Regions from separate parts of the Triticum aestivum genome. Here region 2 is linked to region 1. Evidence: chromatin contacts called from public Hi-C data. All regions are on one chromosome and are shown on one strand. Each heading gives the region's core, a stretch centred on a gene start, on an enhancer-like site or on the middle of the called end of the contact. The rest is flanking DNA. Distances are from core to core; before and after follow the strand shown. Region 1 has its middle 22 kb from the start of LOC123165991. Region 2 holds the start of LOC123165818 (CBL-interacting protein kinase 25-like).

The links. Hi-C and Micro-C count contacts between places; a contact is called where the count stands out from the background.
Region 2: a contact with region 1 is called in a Hi-C map of leaf, with 6 times the contacts expected there. The contact joins the promoter of LOC123165818 here to the enhancer-like site in region 1. A contact is called at or near these places in 2 of 5 Hi-C or Micro-C datasets (both in leaf).

The regions. Positions count from the first base shown.
Region 1 is chr7D:481,116,138-481,118,886 of IWGSC CS RefSeq v2.1, reverse strand. No RefSeq gene overlaps it. Among protein-coding and RNA genes, the nearest start is that of LOC123165991, 22 kb to the right of the region's middle. Within about 2 kb of position 1,381, at least 3 of the 8 cell types and tissues checked have an H3K27ac peak or open chromatin away from gene starts, as enhancers often do. A contact at or near this core is called in leaf, where this site is marked.
Region 2 is chr7D:481,268,628-481,271,376 of IWGSC CS RefSeq v2.1, reverse strand. LOC123165818 (CBL-interacting protein kinase 25-like) reads right to left here and starts at 1,414. Exons shown (of 1, transcript XM_044583552.1): 1 at 1-1,414. The coding sequence starts at 1,328.

The sequences.
Region 1 (2,749 bases), core at 132-2,631:
AGCGCAGGCGAGCCTGAGTACGTCGGCGGCGAGTAGTTGTACTGGGTGTTGATGCCGGCGGTGAACGCGGGGGAGGGAGTGCGCGGGTCGGGGTTGAAGACAGGAGGGGACGCGCGCGGCGCCGCGCCTTGCGGAAGGTGATGTTGGGGTTGAAGCCGCCATGCACGTCGCCGTCGATGTAGCTAGGCGAGGGCGCGTACCCCCATAGTGGCGGCGAGAAGTTGGCCGGTGACGCGACGCTCTGCTGGCTCCCCCACGCGCCTTGTGGGCACTGGCCGGCCTGTTGAGGCAGAAGGTTCGCCATCCCCGCGCGAGATGCCTCTTCCTGCTCTGCCGCCGCGTCCCTGGCCTTCTTCATGTTGAGCCTGTTCCGCCGATCGGTGGTGACCGCCGCCTGGCGACCAACGTCGTCCTTCCACTCGACGTTCGTCCAGCCCGGGGGCCTTGCCGTCGGCGCCCTCGGCTTCCTCGGCTTTGACTGGATGGCATTGGTGTCTAGGCGAGGGGGCGCGTACTTCTTCGGCGGCATGGCGGGCGGATCCGGAGGAGAATGGCGGGAACGGCGGGGGAGAAGGGGGTTGGTAATGGGAAAATGGAGGAAAAGGGGGGAAATCGGCGGGAAAATCGGCCGCTGTTGCCGACAGCGCGGGCCCATGTGCCTTTTTGCTTCAGCCGGTGCACCAAGCGACCCTTCAGTGCGCTAAGTTCGGCTTGAGTTTGTCGGTTGTAATTTCGGACCAAACCGGCGAAAAATGAAGACCTGGGACGCGGCTGGACCGTTTTTTCAGCGTCAGCGCTAAAAAAGACGCCCTGGGGCTCGTTGCGGGAGCGGCTGGAGATGCTTTTAGTGGTGGTATGGATGGAAACAGAGCTGCCGGTGGAAGCAAGGAAGCATCGTACGTTCGTGTTCCATATATGTTCTATCAAGATGATGAAAAACGTTCGGACAGTAATTAGTTGCTTATCTGACGCACTAAACGACATGGTATCAGGCGTCAGCTAGCAATGCTTTATACACGGATTAGTTACTGTGGTCCTAGGTAATACGTATAACTGCTACTACAGTACACAGCCAAACTTAGCTCTCGGCCTACGGACGGCCTATCTTATCAGACAGCACGCAACACGCAGGCATAAGGCGTGCACGGATCGACGCTTGAGTGCATGATTTGCACTTGCCATTCGGCCTCTGCTGGACACGGGACGCGTACAGGTGGTTGGATCGAAACAATGTTCAGTTGAGCACAATATATACAACGTGTCGGGCGAAGCCGCGAGGAAAGAGACACGAGCCTCCGCCACGGCGCACAATATATACAACGTGTCGGGCGAAGCCTGCCCAGCTAGCCGCCGCTAGGCGCTATAGCTTGCGTTGTCTGAAACCTCGGACGGCGCACGTCGCGCGGCGACTGAAGTTGACTTCTTGCGGCGGCGTTCAGTCAGTGTGCGCCGTGGAACCTGCCGCGAACTCTGCAGGGGCGAGCGTGTGCGAGGGGTCCAGCCACCGCGGCGTAGATCGCGCGGTGACTGCGTGAATGAGACTGACGCCTTGTGTCCGCGAGTTCTGCTGGTGCGAGTGTGTGGAGGAGGTCAAGCCACCGCCACCGAGGTGATCACCGCACAGTGAATACCACCGGGTCAGCAGGTAACACTTTTTGGCTTCGGGCATTCTCTGGCGTTCAGCCGGCGATCGCCGAATCTGTCTGCGTGATAAGAGCATTTTCAGCCGTTGGCCTTCTCAGAACGCATAAAAATCGCCGCTTAGGGACGAGCCGGCGATAAAATCGGCGCTGGGGCGGTTTTACGCCCAGTCGTCGCCCCAGCTCGCCCTCAAGCGTCGAAATTGGCCCACTTTTCAGCCCCAGGCTCATATTCGGCGTGGTTCGCCGTGTCTCGGTGTTCAATTATGAACATAATTTTTTTCGTATCACATATTTCATCATAGAAAAATCAAATACTTCAACAAAATAGTACAACAATAAATAGTTCAATACAAATTATATAGTTCAAGAAATAAAAACTCATATTTCATCACACGTCGCGCCCGGCATCCCCTTGAGCCTCCATAGGTGCTCAATCAGATCTTTCTGCAGTTGATGATGCATACTGAGATAGACAGTCCAGGTTATCGGTAGCTGGTGATCAACTTCGGCTAGAGGACTCTGCCTGTAGTATGGTTCAGTGTCAAACACTAGGTCTTCTTGCTCGCTCTCGATGATCATGTTGTGCAAGATGACACAGCAAGTCATAATCTTCACATTTGATCTTTGGACCAGGTCTGAGCGGGGTACCGGACAACAGCAAATCGAGATTGGAGCACACCAAATGACCGCTCGACATCCTTCCTGCAAGCCTCCTGAATCTTCGCAAACCAGGCGTTCTTGCCTCCTGGCACAGGGTTTGAGATCGTCTTCACAAATGTCGACCATCTCGGATAGGTGCCATCAGCTAGATAGTACCCCTTGTTGTAGTGTCGCCCATTGATCTCGAAGTTCACCGGAGGAGAATGACCTTCAACAAGCTTGGCAAAGACAGGAGAGCACTGCAGCACATTGATGTCATTGTGAGTTCCTGGCATACCAAAGAAGGAGTGCCAAATCCAGAGGTCCTGTGTGGCCACCGCCTCAAGTACCACACTGCAACCGCCTTTGGCGCCTTTGTACATCCCCTGCCAAGCAAATGGGCAATTCTTCCATTTCCAATGCATGCAGTCGATGCTTCCAAGCATCCCAGGAAATCCTCTTGCTGC
Region 2 (2,749 bases), core at 165-2,664, 150 kb before region 1:
ATGACGAGCTCCGGCGTGAGCTGGAATATCTTGGTGGATATGGCCAGCGCGCCCTTGTGGCCATTCCTTGTCGCCTCGAAGCTCACCTGGCAATCCTTGGTGCGCGCCGTGAAGCTAACTTGCCCGGCGATCTCCTCCAGCTTGGAGATGATGGTATTCACCGGCGCGCTGGACACGAAACGCAACTGCTCGCCACGCTCCTCGAACAGCCCGGACAGATCGAAGCTTGGCGAGGAGGCGATGATGTCGAACGCGTTCATGCTCTTGATCCGTCTTATGCGCGGCTCGGGGGCACGAGCTGCAGCAATGTGCATCTTCTCCAGATTTACAAGCGACGGTGCTGAAACCGAGGTGTGCATGCCGCCGCCGTCGCCATGAGCCACGGGAGAGGAAGAGCCGGAGGATGATGAAGACATGGCGGTCTCATCCTCGGAGTCAGAGTCACAGAGATCAGGCTCTTCGGAGCCATCAAGGCTGCGCAGGCAGTCCTTGTTGTCGATGTAGAAACTAACTTCTTTGAAGCCTTTCTTGAACCAATCTGTTTCCTTGATTTGCAGGAGTGTGATTCGGTGCGCTGGGTTTGGTTGGAGGAGGCGGCGTACTATGCGTACCAGTTCGGGGCTGAAGGTGCGTGGGCAACGGTAGTCACCGCGGCAGATTGTCCGGTACAGGGTGATGAAATCGTCGTCGCGGAAGGGCTTGCGGCCGGCGGCGAGCACGAAGAGGACGATGCCGCATGACCAGGCGTCCGCCTTGGCACCGTCATAGCCCCGGCGCGCGAACACCTCGGGAGGGACGTACAGGGGCGTGCCGCAGACGGTGTGGAGGAGCGCCTCCCGGCGAGCCGTGTCGGCGTGGGCGGAGAGCCCGAAGTCGGCGACCTTGAGATTGCCGTGCTCGTCGACGAGGAGGTTGTCGGGCTTGATGTCGCGGTGGTACACGCCCTGCGCGTGGCAGAAGGTGAGCGCCGAGACGAGCTGCTGGAAGATGCGGCGCGTCTCGTCCTCCTTGAGGCCGCTGTTGGCGGGGATGTGGCGGTAGAGCGGGCCGCCGCGGACGTACTCCATGACGACGAAGATGCGGGACTTGCAGGCCATCACCTTGTGGAGCTGAACGATGTTGGGGTGCCGCAGCCGGCGCATCACGGCGATCTCGCGCTTGATCTGTTGAACGGCGCCCAACTTGATGAGCTTCTCCTTGTCCATCACCTTGATTGCCACCTCCTCCTTCGTATCCATGTGCCGCGCGAGGTAGACCTTGGCGAAATTGCCCTCGCCGAGCAGCTTCACCTGCTCGTACCGGGCAGGAAGCTTTGGCCGATCCCCCATGGCGCCGGCGCCGCTTCTTGGGCGGGCGTTCGAAGTTTCTTTCCTGGAGTATTTGGGTGAGGCGAGCAGAGGATTGGGGGATCAACCGAACTAAATAGGAAGTCATTAGGGCTGACCGGTTTACTGGGGGAAAAAAATCAGTCCAAGCCTCAGTACCTCCCACGCAGGCCCCTGCCCGGGATTTCTTAGATCGCTCTCTTGCACGAATCTCGAGGAAGCTGGCATATTCTGTTCCACCTCCGAGATTCAATGGGGCCACCAGCGTTGTTTGTGTACGCAGGGCGCTGATAAGAATTTGAGTGTGTTTTCCCCTAAGTTTTTATTGATTCTTTGCAAAAGGTTGTCAGAATCGCGATTTTGTTGTATGATTCTACGACTTTACGATCCAAACTAACCACTTTGATTCTACGATTTTGGTTAGTAGAATTTACGTTTTTACGCTTCTGATAGTTAAGATTGCTAATTTTTTAAAAATAATACTTTTTTTATTAATTTTCAGAAATAATACACGGTTTTGATATTTTTCGAAAATAATACGGCCTCGTCTTACTGGAGGACGACTGGACCTAATCGTCCTCCGGGAAGATGATTAGCTCCAGTCGTCCTCCAGCAAGATGATTAGTTCCAGTCGTCCTTCAGGAAGATGATTAGTTCCAGTCGTCCTCTAGGAAGATGATTAGTTGTCGCAGCACAATGAGTGGGTGGACATGTATTCGACTCCGGCACCACCTCCCACACACGAAACACAGTATGATCAGGAATGGTCTGAGCTTCCTCCCTGTAACGTTCGGGCACCCCACAGGTATATGTGGCCTACGCCGCCTCCACAACCTCCACGTACATCGAAATTAAATGGTATGACTTAACTTAGATAATACAACAGTTTTACAGATAATTAAGATACAAGTACATCAAAATTAAACGGTACAACTTAGCTTAGATAATACAACATACAAACTACATGAAGACATCATCGTCATCCTCCGTCGATGCAGCACTCTTGCCCTTCGACGACGAGGCACTCTTGCCCTTCGATGATGAGGCACTGTTGCCCTTCGACGATGATTCACTCTTGCCCTTCGACGATGCAGGTGTCTTGGCCTTGCTGCTCGGCATGAAGATATCGTCTTCATTTTGGCTTTCCTCAGTCCATAAATAAGTATGCTCTCGGGCAGTCCTTAGGAAAGTTGCACTCTTATGTTGTTGCTTCTTCCACCTAACATGCAACCTTAGGAGTTCTTTCCACTAATCATCTTCCTGGAGGACGACTGGAACTAGTCATCTTCCTGGAGGACGACTGGAGCTAATCATCTTCCTGGAGGACGACTAGAGTTAATCATCTTCCTGAAGGACGACTGGAGCTTAATCATCTTCCTAGAGGACGATTAGGTCCAGTCGTCCTCCAGGAAGACGAGGCCGTA